2 separate regions of the Mus musculus genome follow, and region 2 is linked to region 1. The links are chromatin contacts, called in public promoter capture Hi-C maps. All regions are on one chromosome and are shown on one strand. Each heading gives the region's core, a stretch centred on a gene start, on an enhancer-like site or on the middle of the called end of the contact. The rest is flanking DNA. Distances are from core to core; before and after follow the strand shown. Region 1 overlaps Hc (hemolytic complement). Region 2 overlaps Cntrl (centriolin).

The links. Capture Hi-C pulls out chosen DNA fragments and counts their contacts.
Region 2: a contact with region 1 is called in a promoter capture Hi-C map of adipose tissue. The contact joins two enhancer-like sites. A contact is called at or near these places in 1 of 39 promoter capture datasets (liver) and 2 of 9 other capture datasets (adipose tissue and liver).

What each region holds. Positions count from the first base shown.
Region 1 is chr2:34,978,657-34,985,321 of GRCm38.p6, forward strand. Hc (hemolytic complement) reads right to left here. Exons shown (of 41, transcript NM_010406.3): 40 at 6,042-6,177; 41 at 4,673-5,154. The coding sequence ends at 5,022. It overlaps Gm52552 (a long non-coding RNA gene), which reads left to right. Exons shown (of 3, transcript XR_003954034.1): 3 at 5,691-5,767. Among named protein-coding and RNA genes, the nearest start is that of Gm46733, 19 kb to the left of the region's middle. Within about 2 kb of position 3,900, at least 75 of the 459 cell types and tissues checked have an H3K27ac peak or open chromatin away from gene starts, as enhancers often do. A contact at or near this core is called in adipose tissue, where this site is marked.
Region 2 is chr2:35,171,844-35,178,508 of GRCm38.p6, forward strand. It overlaps Cntrl (centriolin), which reads left to right. Exons shown (of 44, transcript NM_001379274.1): 38 at 1-200; 39 at 1,174-1,314; 40 at 3,266-3,529; 41 at 3,695-3,757; 42 at 4,285-4,479; 43 at 6,196-6,267; 44 at 6,554-6,665. The coding sequence ends at 6,252. Among named protein-coding and RNA genes, the nearest start is that of Rab14, 26 kb to the right of the region's middle. Within about 2 kb of position 2,423, at least 58 of the 459 cell types and tissues checked have an H3K27ac peak or open chromatin away from gene starts, as enhancers often do. A contact at or near this core is called in adipose tissue, where this site is marked.

The DNA of each region.
Region 1 (6,665 bases), core at 2,650-5,149:
CAAGTTGCCTAGGCTGACGATGACATGTTGAGCCCTCCACGATCTGCCTGTTTGGACACCATTGTGATTGTAAGCATGCACTATGTTGGCTTTTCTTCTAGGCTCCACCCAACAGTTACCTGGCAATAACCAGGTAGGCCTGGCTTGCTATAAGAGGGGCTGTTTGGCTCCTCCTCTCTCTCTCTGCCCTTCTCTGACTCTCTGGCTCTTTTCTCTCCCCAACCCCTTTTGTACCTCTTCCCCCTCCCCCTCTCACCTCATGTGTTCCTGGCAGGCCTCTTCCTCTGCTTCCTCCTCCTCTTTCTCCTCCTTTTGCTCCTCCTCCTCTTCTTCCTCCTTCTTCTTCCTCCTCTTGCTCCTCCTCTTCTTTCTTCTTCCTCTCTCTCTCTCTCTCTCTCTCTCTCTCTCTCTTCTCCCTTCTCAACTCTTCTTCCCATGTCCCCATATAAACTATTCTATACTAGACCCATTGTATGGCTGGTACCTCAGGGCGAGGGACACCTCAGCACGGGCCTGCTGAGGCACCCCTCCCATCTCATCATACTGTGCTCTACAAAACATATCCTGGTTTTTTTTTTTTTGTTTTTGTTTTTTTTAATAAAACACAATGCACTAGCTAGCCTGTTTTGTTTAATGTATGTTTAGAGGATCAAACTCAGGTTTTCATGCTTGCAAGTCAAGAATATTATCAGTTGAATCGTCTCTTTAGCTCTGTAAAGATACAGCTCAATCTCCCAATAAAAGTTAAAGATCATGTCACTGGTATTCTTGTCTCACTAACTCTATAGAACCAGTCTCAGGTGTAGGAAAAGTCCATAGACACTTAACCCAGACTTGTCTTGTGTCTTCAGGAACCTTCAGATTTGGCTGATAAATAGTTATCTCTCCAGGCAGGGATTTTCACTTCTGAGAGGTCTCTGCATGGCCTCTCAGGGGGCACCTCTGAAATGGTATGCCTGTGTGTGAGAGAGGGGAGCGGCCCCTGACATGGACATTGGCCTTGGTGTCTGTATGAGCTGGCCTGGTGGGTGAGGTCAGTCTACAGTGTTCTTTGTGTACTGTGGCCAAGGCCAGACAAAACACACGAAGAAAAAAAAAAAAGAAAAGAGTGCCTCTATTATCCTGTTTGAGCAGAGAATAAAAAACAAGAACATTGTTTAAACCACAAGACGACCACATCCCCTTCTTCTGGCTAATATGAGAGCCAGAGGCATCTTTTTTTTTTCCAACTAGAAGAGAGTCAAGATGCCTATTATAGGATTGCTCCTGCATTCAGCCTAGAGAGGAGCTCTGCTCCCTAGAATGGCCCCCTACCACAGCCCAAGTCCCATAAGTCTTTGCTAATACCCACCCCACGATGTGTTCTTCCTCAGCAAAGTCAACAGATTCTATCCAAGTACAACTGTTCCTGGTTGAACTGACTACATGGTCTGTAGCTTTAGATTCTGAAAGTGGCTTGAAACATCCCAGAACACAGGCTGACCAGTCTCTCTTTAAATTCATGTCAAGAAACTCCAGTGGATTCCTCCCACTGAGGGACAGTACCTTATCCACCCCTCGTCTGCTCAGTTTCTCTTGTTCTAGACAATCCCATTCCTTGCATGCCTCTGTTGGCTTTTTCCATCCTGAGTCTGCATGATCTTTCTGCTGGTTTCTGAGACATGAGCTTTCTCGGCACATCTGCTCACCGACTAGCTTCTGCTTCACATAGTCTGCCTCCTGCTGATGGTCATGGTCAAGGGGGGCTATGCTGCTGCCCAAGGGTCAAATCCACTGAGCTCCCTATGTGTTGTCCCCCGCTGTGTTTGGACTACGTGGTTGCAGAGCAGCTAGCTGCTACAGAGGCCACATGACCTGGGTCGCCTGCCGTGTTTACAGAAGCTTCATTCCAGGCCGCAACAAAGATGATCAAGCAATATGCTTATTAAAACCAGCCCTGGGCTGGTGAGATGGCTCAGTGAGTAAGAGCACCGACTGCTCTTGCAAAAGTCCTGAGTTCAAATCCCAGCAACCACATGGTGGCTCACAACCATCTGTAACGAGATCTGACTCCCTCTTCTGGAATGTCTGAAGACAACTACAGTGTACTTATATATAATAAATATATAAATCTTTAAAAAAAAAACCCAGCCCTTCTGTCCCTCTTCCTCCTCTACCTTCTTCTCTTCTTCCTCCTTCTCCTTCTTCGACATGGTCTGAGACTCACCAAAACAAGGATGGTTGGTCAGAGAGCTCTTTTAACCCACCTGTCCCCACCTGCCCAGCAACGGGGTTACAAGTATATGTCACCACTCCCCACACTTTATAGAGTCTGGGAATTAAGTTTTCCTGACTCTGCCATCTGCCCACCAGAAGATGAACTTCTTAAATCTCAATTATTTATGTGTCAGGTTAGCTTTTCCTTAAGAAAAATCTAGACTTTTCCTCAGAGTTACTTTTGGACACACTTATGATAAAAGAAGATTTTAAACCAGGACTTGGACGAACTGCTTCTGTGTTTCTCGGCATTCGCTTCAGAGCGCTCCTCTATGGAAACTGTTGCCGTTCTGGCTAACCTCTGGGGTGACTTGCTTATGTGTCTCGCTTCTGCTTTGAAGGCCCTCATGCCCCCTCACCTCGCTAGGTCCTGCACCCTTCCCTCAGAAGCTATGGATGGCATCCTCAGCTCTCTTTACATTTATAGACCCCACTGCTGCATGCATGCCTGCCTTTGTTTCTGTTTCCTGTTTCTCACCATGAGAGTATTAGATAATTTTAGCACTGTAGAGAGAAACATCTAGGCCCCTTGTTTTCTCAGACTATCAGAGGGATTTAGGGAGCTAAATCTACCAGTTAGGGGCCAAGCTGAGTCTAGGACTTGGATCTTGATATTCTTCAACATCTGTTGGTAGGGTAGCCCACAAGCAAGAGCTTCCTGGATCCCTGTCAAGTTCTTGGCATCGTGACAGACACTGGAAAATAAGGTGAAGAGAATGCTCTCAGACCTTACCTGTTGGGAGCCATTTCGCTGCTTCTCTGAAGCAGAGGGAAAAAATAGAAAGTAAAAGTCTGCTTGGCAGGCAGAGTCAAGGCAGGTCGGGACCTGTCACCTGTCGGCAGATTTCCCGGCCTGCTGAGGCAATGGAACCGTGAGAGGTACACCTGAGGTGCAAGGCTAGGGGCTGAAGATTCCATTAACCTTGGTGGAAAAGCAGAGGCCTTTGGGGCGGGAACGGATATTTTCTGTACGTTTAAGCGAATTGTTTCTGTTAGCTTGTGGCTTTGTTTCCCACAATGCTGTAAAATATATAAAGCCTAAGAGAATTAAAGTGGAGGCTGCCGCAGTGCTGACCAGACAGCCCTTCCGATGTCTAAACTTTGTCTCTGAGTCTTCTTTTCCATCTTTCTCTTATATATATATATTTTCCATCTTTCTTATAATCATCCGCACTCCCCCCTCAGAGGACTATTCCTTTGTACCAGCTGAACCAGCACACTTGCCCATGTGGAGCTCATAATGGATTCAGGCTGCCACACGCTACACAATTCTATAAGATTAAACGATGGCAGGTGTGCAAGAGTCTCGGAGGAGGAGTGCAGGCTGAGTCAGGATTTGGCTCAGTCTGGGGTGTCACAAAACGTGACTAAAGGAAGCATGCTCAGAAGGTGTCGGGTAGAGGAGGAGATGACACACGCTATCAACAGTTCAGCTGCATTTATGGCTTCATCTGGTGACTGTGGTCTGGCCTATTTGCCACCACAGTTGGGGACAGAAGCCTAATAGCCTGGAGGCCTGTGCCATGGAAGCAGGGCCCCCGCTACCCTCAGCAAGGAGAGGCAGGGGCCAGGCGCAGGCACAATTAGCTGGAGCCCTTCCACTCTTGCTTGGCATCGTGGTTGCATGCGCACTGTGGGCAGTGACACAGAAGTTCCTGGAAGTAGAAAAGTCTCTGCCAATAATGAGACACGCTGCCTTGCTAGTCTCGATGTGGTGAAGGGTAGATTCCTTTTGTCCTTGTTGCCTAGTCAGCGACCTATTTACACGTTTCTTATGTTAATTCAGTTAGCCTATGCTTTAAGAAACTCTGGTTACATTGGCTTTCATCTGAAAAATCTAGTAGAGGGCTGGGCAGGAGTGTGGACCTGGGATACCCCGGGGGTTTGCTGTATGTTTTGGAGCCTCCATTTTGGCAACTCTAAAATGGTGATTATGAGCATCCCTGTACTTTGGGAGACTCTGGAGCCACTGAGTGGGGATCTCTACGTGAACTCCTGAGACCTGAAGTGCGACACATGATGTCACTTGAAATCTAACCTCTGTGTAAGTCATTTGTGTACAGCACAGACTGAGGATCCAAGAGAGACTAGGTCCGGGCCAGAATGACAGTCTCCAGAGTCTTGGTTTCCTTTCCCGGGGCTTTTGCACGGGGCTTTGTCTTCTGGTAGAGCAATTACTGGCAAGAGTAAGTTCCAGGGGAAATGGATACTGAGAGGGAGAGGCAGCTGGGAGAGCAAAAGGCTTTCCTGTCAGGGGCACAGAGAAAGCAAGAGTGCAGAGCAACTCCCCTGCCTGCTCAGGAGGCCAGGCTGGGGGTGGCCTTCCCGGGTCAAGGTCCTCTACTGACAGATCTCTCCCATCCCCTGGGTGTGCCTGAGGCTGAGCCAGCATAAAATAACACCATTTTCAACACAGTTGAGTGCAAAGTCAAGATTTTATGGCATTTTCTGTCCTTGGTATTTTTCTTTCAAGCAAGGATATGTTTTGATAAGGGGCTACAGTTTCAGTGGGTCTCTTCTTCCGGCCCCAACCAACACCCCTGACTGCTAACTTTACAGACTTGTTTCAGTCTATTGGCACTGACATCTGATAGCCTTGGGGGACCTGTTTTCGCCTCCCCTCAAGGCTATCCATTTCACAAAGTCGTAACTCATCAGCTTGTGCTTTACTCTAAAGAAAGTGTATCTGATTCTAGGCTAGGTTTCCAAGCCAGAGGAGGAGCAATCCCCCCGCCGCAGGAGGAATCTTCGTGCAGCAGAACTTTTCATTCACAGCTGTTTAAAAAGAGGTCTTCAGCAAAGTTATTCAAATTCTCTACAAATGCTTGACAGGATGGACACGTTGTGTCTGTGGGCCAATATTCAATCCAGGTGGAGGAATCTAGAGGGTATATATACCTAGCAAGGCAAAATGGAAACAGTGTTGGTATTGGTAATGGTGCAGCAATGTTCCATACTTAATGGAAGCCAGAGGTCAACCTTGGGTGTTCTTCCTCATGCACTGTCTACATTTTTTTTTTTGAGACAAAGCCTCTTAATGGCCTAGAACTTGCCAGCAGGTGAGACGGCCTGACATGTGAGCCCCAGGGATCCATCCACCTGTCTGTCTCTCCAGCGCTGAGACCAAAAGTGTGCACCACTTAGTGTGTGTTTGTCTTTTTTAAAAAAGCTGATTATTTATTATGTATTTAATGTGTGTGGCTGTTTTGTCTGCCTGTATGTTTGTGCGCCACACATGATGTCTGGTGCCTACGGAGCCCAGAAGAGAGAATACAATCCCCTGGAATTGGAGTTCCAGGTTATTGTAAGCCATCATATGGGTGCTGGGAGTCGAACCTGGAGTCTTTGGAAGAGCAGCCTGTGCTTTCAATCACAGAGCCATCTTTCCAGACCCAATGCCTGCTTTTGTTTTTGTTTTTTTTGTTTTGATATAGTTCTTCTGGTCACTGACGCCAGTTCTTCATGCTTGCCCAGCAAGGACTTTACTGATGAAGCTGTCATCTCAGCTCAGAAGGCCAGCTCTTTACAGATAATAAGGTGCATATTTAAACATCCTATTTACACTTAGAATTCTTTGCATATGAGGGTGCAGGCTGGTGGATGTAGACATGTATTCTCAATTTCCATCAGGCTCTTGGTTGGTTGATCCCTCAGCCAAGGCTTTAGGTACAGTGATGGTAGCCAATTCTAATGATTCACTTGCTGGTCGAAATTAAGGTACCAATGGAACGCGAATGTATTAAAGGACAGTGAAGCCAGAGAGGCAGTTAATGCTGGTGACTTACTTGAAACTGAAATTGTGTTTGATCTGCAGAACCTCTTTGCCCATGATTAAATACTGCTTCCCTTTCACCAGGTTGGCATTGGTACAGCTCATCTTTTTAATGAAGGTGACCTCCGAATTCTCATCAGCAGCTTCCCCTGAGACATACACACAAGGCAGCTTATCACAGTCACATTAATCTTTAGTTATGACCTCTCTCGAGCTGCTCCTATCCTCAGAGAGGTGAAAATTGCTGAAGATGTTCTACTCCTGTGGTTGACTGAGACTCTGGAGCCAGACTGTCCGGGTTAAAACCCAGCAGTGCTGGTTCCCACTGCGTGGCTCTGGCCACTGACTTAAACTCCCTGTAGTAAGGCCTTAGCCTCTCCTCGGAACGCTGACTCGGCATTACTGCAGAACTACTAGGGAGAATGGGCGATACCACAGGAAAAGTGCCAAGAGCAAAGCAAGAGCCACGGAGTGGTATAGCCTCTCAAAGCCTCAGGACCACTGTTTAAGAGCTGTGCATTACTTATGTACCCAATTAACAAAGTATTTGGTAGCTGACACAGGTCAGCTTTCTAGAAAGGCATATGGTGTGAAGGGATTACAAATTTAAGGGAAGATAACTCTGGGACTCCTAAGG
Region 2 (6,665 bases), core at 1,173-3,672, 190 kb after region 1:
AGCTTTCAGAACGGGAGCAGCAGCTAATGGCCAAGTCAGGTGAGCTGCTGGCCCTGCAGAAAGAGGCTGACGATATGAGGGCCGACTTCAGCCTCCTGAGGAACCAGTTCTTAACAGAAAGGAAGAAGGCAGAGAAGCAGGTGGCCGGGCTAAAGGAAGCACTGAAGATCCAGCGCAGTCAGCTGGAGAAAAACCTCCTGGTGAGTGTTTGCTGCCCTGGGAGTGTAGGGAAATCAATACGTTTACCCGACTTGACACATGCATTTTTCTTATACACAGCTTCATTATGAAGAAAATAAATCATCCATCAACCCAGGCCCTACCCCAGTGGTTATTATTGGTGTATTTTGTCATAATTGATTGTTGAAGCACACAGTGAGTCTTGGCTGCCAGCAGCCATCCTGTGGACAGCACAGCACAGTAGGGAGCTCTGCCCTCTGCTCAGCCCACTGCAGGCTCTAGGCATTGGGTTGGTAGGCACCTTTGCAGAGCCTCAGGCAGCCTGTTTGTGGCAATCTGCCCTTTTTGTTCAGCATTAATTTTTATCAAGCGTTAAAACCAGGAAGCCTGGTCTACCATGCTTTTACCCATGACCTAAGGGGTGGGGTGGTGATGACATCAGTCAGAGCAGTGTGCACAGTGTTTCCAGGAGTGGCTGTTTCCAGCGCTCTCTGGAGGGACTAGTAGAACTGCTGTATGAAGGAAATCTGATGCGTTATCAGAAGGTGGTGTGCTTTAACTAGGACTTGGGCAGGATGATCGGAAAGATAGATTTAAGCTGGCCATGGTGGCCCAGTCCTCTAATCCCAGACTCAAAACCAGAGGCTGGAGGATCTCTGTGAGTTCGAGGCCAGCCTGGTCTTACAGTGAGTTCCAGGCCAACCAGAGCTACACAGTGAGACCCTGTCTCAAATCAATAAATGATAATCCCTACAGCCCCTGAAGGATGTTGCCCTTTCATGGGTCACTGATGGGGCTGAGGGAGGGGAAGGTGACTTGTCAGAGGTACTGCTAAAGATTTGGCTTCAAACACTGGATTCAAATTCTCCCAGTCACACTACACCTGCCTCCAGAATGCTCCATTTCACAGTTGTAGAAACTGAGGTCTTTACATTGCTGGTGAGTGTGGAACCCGTGTGTGTCTGCAAAGTCCTTTGCCTCCCTGCATGCTAGGAGCAGAAGCAGGAGAACAGCTGCATGCAAAAGGAAATGGCTACAATTGAGCTGGTGGCCCAGGACAACCACGAGAGGGCCAGGCGCCTCATGAAGGAGCTGAGCCAGATGCAGCAGGAGTACCTGGAACTCAAGAAACAGGTGTGCACCCCAGAACCCCAGCTGACCAGCCCGGGCCACTGTGCGGGCACAGGCAGGGTTTATTGTTGTCAGTATCTCTTTAACAGGAATGTGGGACTTGTGAAAGCTGACTGTAAAGAGTGTTCTTCAAGTTAATTTTTTTCTTAGCCTTAAAATTTAGACATAAACTTAAGGAAAAAGAATTGGTTGAAAATCTACTCTTAAAATTAAATGAACTAGCTTTTTTTTAAAAAAGATTTATTTATTTTTATTATATGTAAGTACACTGTAGCTGTCTTCAGACACTCCAGAAGAGGGAGTCAGATTTCATTACGGATGGTTGTGAGCTAGCATGTGGTTGCTGGGATTTGAACTTCGGACCTTCGAAAGAGTAGTCGGGTGCTCTTACCCACTGAGCCATCTCACCAGCCCATGAACTAGCGTTTTAAAGTGATCTTATTTATTTACAGATTTATGGTTATGTGTGAATGTGTACGTGTGTGCGCCCACACCGTGGTGAGCATGAGGAGGTCAGAAGACAACTTGTGGGAGGCCGTTCTGCTCGTGAACTGGGCTCTGAGGATTCAGTTCGGTGTGAGGCTTATTAACAAGTGCCTTACCTGCTAAGCCAGCTCAGCTGACTGGCTTTAAGTGGGTGTGCAGGCCCAGGACCTGAGTGTGCTGGTGGATATGTGTGTGGGAGTGGGAGGAGCCTTGGCTCTCATTCTCAGGAATGCCAGCATGTGTTTAGATGGACTGGCCTGCAGTGAGCCCCCATGCCCAGCACGGTTATGTGTGTTCTGGGGCTTGAGCTCAGGTCTTCATGCTTGCAAGTTTACTGGCTGACTTTTTGTGTTGTGTGTGTGCATGCGCACCCATGCCCTTGTCTGTAGCAATATACATCTGTACACATACATGTGGAGGGCAAAGATCACACGCAGGCGCCATTCCTCAGATGTCCACCTTGCTTTTTGACAAGATTCCCATCTTAGAGTTTCTGTTGCTATGCTAAAAGACCATGACCAAAAGCACCTTGGGAAGGAAGGGGTTAATTTCAGCTCGCAGCCCTCAGGCCACACTTCATCAGGACAGGAAGTGAAGCATGCCTTGGAGGAACTTGGAGGAACTCTGCTTACTGGCAGGAAGCTGCTTACTAGCGTTCTTCTCATGGCCTGCTCAGACTGCTTTCTTGTACAACTCGGGACCATCAGCCTAGGAGTGGCCCCGCCACAGTCTGTGGGACCCCCTCCTCCCCACACACACATCAGTCAGCAGTCATGAAACCGCCTGATGCACTCACCTATAGGCCAGTCTTAGGGAGGCATCTTCTCAATTGAGAGGCCCTTTTCCCAAATGACTATAGCTTGTGTTAAGCTGACATAAAACTAACTAACTCACTAGCTCTCACTGGGACCTGAGGCTTACCAATTAGGATATGCCCCATCCACGAACCTGTCTTTATGCCCTAGCACGGAGGTACAGGCACATGCCACTATACTAGCTTTTATGGGAAAGCTGGAAATCCAACTCTAGTCCTCGTGCCCAGCAAGCACTGCACTAATGGAACCTTCTCCCCAGCTGTTTCTGTTGATTGTTTGCTGTGAGTGTGGGTGTTGCATGCACTTAAATGGTTCATGTAGAGAGCCAGGGAAGAGCACTCGATATCTTCCTCTAATTGTTCTACTGCCTTGCGACAGGGACTCTCACTGAAACTTAAGCTCACTGCTAGGCTAGGCTGGCTGGCCAGTGAGCCCCAAAGACTGACCTGCCTCTACCTCCCTAGTCCTGGAATGACAAGCATGGTCCCTCACCCAGCCTTGTGGGTTCTGAGGATTGAACTCGGGTCCTGATGCTTGCAAATCAAGAACTGCGTGTACTAACTGAGCCTGTCCAGGGTGTGTGATCTTCCAGGTAAGACGCACTAAGCGACTCAGTTCTAAGTCCTGATGTTTGACCCCACCACCCTGCTTAGGTAGCAAACCAGAAAGACTTGGAGAGGAGGCAGATGGAGGTCAGTGACGCAATGAGGACGCTGAAGTCGGAGGTGAAAGACGAAATCAGAACCAGTCTGAGGAACCTCAACCAGTTCCTTCCAGAACTTCCAGCAGATCTAGCGTCTATTTTGGAAAGAAATGAAAACTTAAGAGAGTTGGAAAGCTTGAAAGAGAACTTCCCGTTTACCACAAAAGAGAGGATTTTTGAAGAAAAATCCAACTTTCCCCAAGTTCACATCATGGTAACGTTTGTCCAGCTGTCCCGGGCTTCAGAGTGAGAATCTGATTCCCGCCTCCCCCGAGAAAGCTAAAAACAGATTTGGGAGCACCAGGGAGGGAGGGAAAGATGGTTGGCTCCCACCTGTGGCAGTCGGTGACTCATTGGTCTCCTTTTCTCTCTGAAAAAGGATGAACACTGGCGTGGAGAAGCACTCCGTCAAAGGCTGCGCCGCCATGAAGATCAACTCAAGGTTGCCTCTTAAAAAACCAGAGAAAGTCCCTGTGAGATAATTGGCACTTGGCAAGAGTAGGGAAAGATTTCCATGTGCAGTCTACTGCAACACTCAGGAGGATGCTTATAGATCACACTTAAGACGTTCAGAGAAGCTGACATTACAGATAGCAAATGGCTATCAGCATTCAAGCCCATCTGAATTCTAGGGCATTGGAGGATAGCCCAGTGGTACAGCACTTGTCTAGCACATGCAAGGCACTGGGTCCAATCTAGAATCTTGGTGTCAAGCTGTGTTCTTTAACCTCTATAACGCTGTTCCTTGAGACAGGGTCTCTCTGTACCCTAGAATATCCTAGTACTACAGGGTAGCCCTGAATTTGGGGCTGTCTGGCCTGTTTCCCCAGTGCAAGGATTGGTGATTACTGCCATGCCCTACCCTCATATCTGTTTATTAAAGTTAGCTTGTTTATCAAATGTGAAGAAGCAGAGTACATTCAGGAGCATTTCTTCCATGTAAACCCCACATCTGATAACACTTTCCAGGCTCAACTTCGACACTGTATGTCTAAGCAAGCAGAAGTATTGATCAAAGGAAAGCAGCAGACAGAGGGCACCCTACACAGTCTGAGGAGACAAGTTGATGCTTTAGGAGAACTGGTCACTAGTACCTCCACAGACTCAGCATCATCACCCAGTCTGCCTTCCCTTGTGGAGGACTCCCAGCATGGGCATAGTCAGGTAAGAGGAAGCTCTCTAGAGTTACTTGGAAACTTCGGGGTAGGTGGTCCAGAAAGACTGAAATGCCACCCTCAACTGTCTTAGCAAAGACTATTTGTCTGCCATCGCTGGGGAAAGCTTATAGGTGCAGAAAGAATAGGCAAGCTGTAGCTTAGACGGTGAATTGGAATTGGAGCTAGGATGACTCAGGAGAGATTTAGTGTGTGTCCTCAACTTCTGGATTTATTTTCAGTATAGAGGGTTGGAGAGATGGTTCAGCAGTTAAGAGCACTGAAGCTTTACCCAGACTAAGTTCCTAGCACTCATCTGGCAGCTCTCACATTCATGTGTTTGATTTCAAAGGACCCGTCACCCTTTTCTCCACAAGCACCAGGCACCCCAACAGTGCAGACATATACATGCAGGCAAAACAGCCATATACATTTAGAAGGAGTAAGAGCTTAGGCCTGTGAGGTTAAATGTGGGTTTCCCTGGGTTTTAGGTGGTACCTCTCATGTCTCAAAGACATTTGAATGCAGACTTCACTTCCTATTTATAAAACTCTGGACATCACAAAGGTTTCTGTGTGGGACTTAGTTATCAGTCATCTAATAGAAAAAAAAATAACTCGTGGAACTGACCAACAGTAACACATTGTGAGCAGAAAATGGCTTCCATTTTCAGGTGCTTACTCTATGTACATACTAAAAACCATACATACAACACCCCATTTAGAAAGGTACAAATTGTCCCTTTGTGTAGGTAAGGAACTACATGAAGTTGTAAGTAACAGGTCAAGGGTATAGCAAAGGACAGACAGATCAGGATACAGAAGCCAACCTACCTTTACCAAGAAGCAGCGGATCCTGAGTATACTGTAAATCACAAGGACTAGCCAAGGACAGTTTTGTAGTGAGAATTTTAGTTTCTTTAAATACAGAAATGTTACATGAATATGGTTTTGTTTTGATCTCAGGTATGGGATACGGAGCTGCTCTCATGCTTTTGTGGGGGGTGTGATTTTGCCAGCTGCCAGTAGTTTCCACAAGTGTATGATGTTTGGAATTCTGGGGACTCTTGAAAGGGTATATAAGTGCTAGAGCCCCGAAGGGCATCGCTCCCGCTGGTTAGCCAGTTGGTAGTTAGTTGTTGGTTAAGTGGTCAAGTGTAGAAAATCATGAGATATCCTGACTGCAAAGATCAAACTTGCCCCAGGGAACTCAACATCCCTAAACAGCAGAAAGTAGTCTAATAATATCCACCGCCTCCCCTCCCCTCCCCTCTAGTCTTTCTCTCCTGCCTAGTGTTGGGAGATTGAAAGGGTGGAAGAAGAGGAGTGGGAAAAGGTGGTAGAAAAAGGAACTCAGCCTACAGCCAAGTTTCGATGGATACACAGTTGTTTCTTTGACTGGCCTGAGGGGCAGATAGCTAACCTGAGACACAAACCTAATGAGCAGCGGGGCTAAGATTTTAATATGGTTATCTTACCACCTGTGGTTGAGACAAGTCAGGTAAAGGCCCAGACCATATGGCCCTCCAGAGCTTAGACTGTAAGGCAATAGCACAGGGCCCATACATGAGCCTTGGGGGTACTCTACAAGATATCAGAGGCATAGGTGAATTGTAGGCAGTGTTTTAGTCTGTGGTTGTCATCTGAGCCACAGTGGCATGAAGCCTTAAATAGGGTTGGGATTGGGGGCTGGATTCTGTGCCTAAAATGAGTTCCCTTCTTTTCAGAGCTCCTTCCAAGTTCTGCAAGTTCCATTAGAAGAACCAAACAGTTACCGCCACTAAGTTTCCTGCTTGCAGGTACGTTAGCCAACCAGCACTTAATTAAAACATGGAATTCTGGCAGCCCCAGGAAAACTAACCTCATCTTTCATCATTTTATAGCAGTTCATCTTAAAGCATTTGGGGGCTGGAGCTATCTATGGCTTGATGGTAGAGCACTTGCCTAGCACATGTACGTCCCCAGATTCAATCCCCAGCAGGTCCTTAAGCACATTATTTTGCCAGTCATCACACCACCACCACATCCTGTAAGGCCTTGTCTGGTTAGAGGTTTAACTCATCCGTTCTGCTTGTCTTACTGTAGGAAAAGAAGCTCCAGCCAAGGTCAGGAATACAGCCATGTGTAACCATAAGAGGAAATAGCTACTCTCCTACCTCACTGACATCCTAATGGAATGTCAATCAAGATCCTGTGA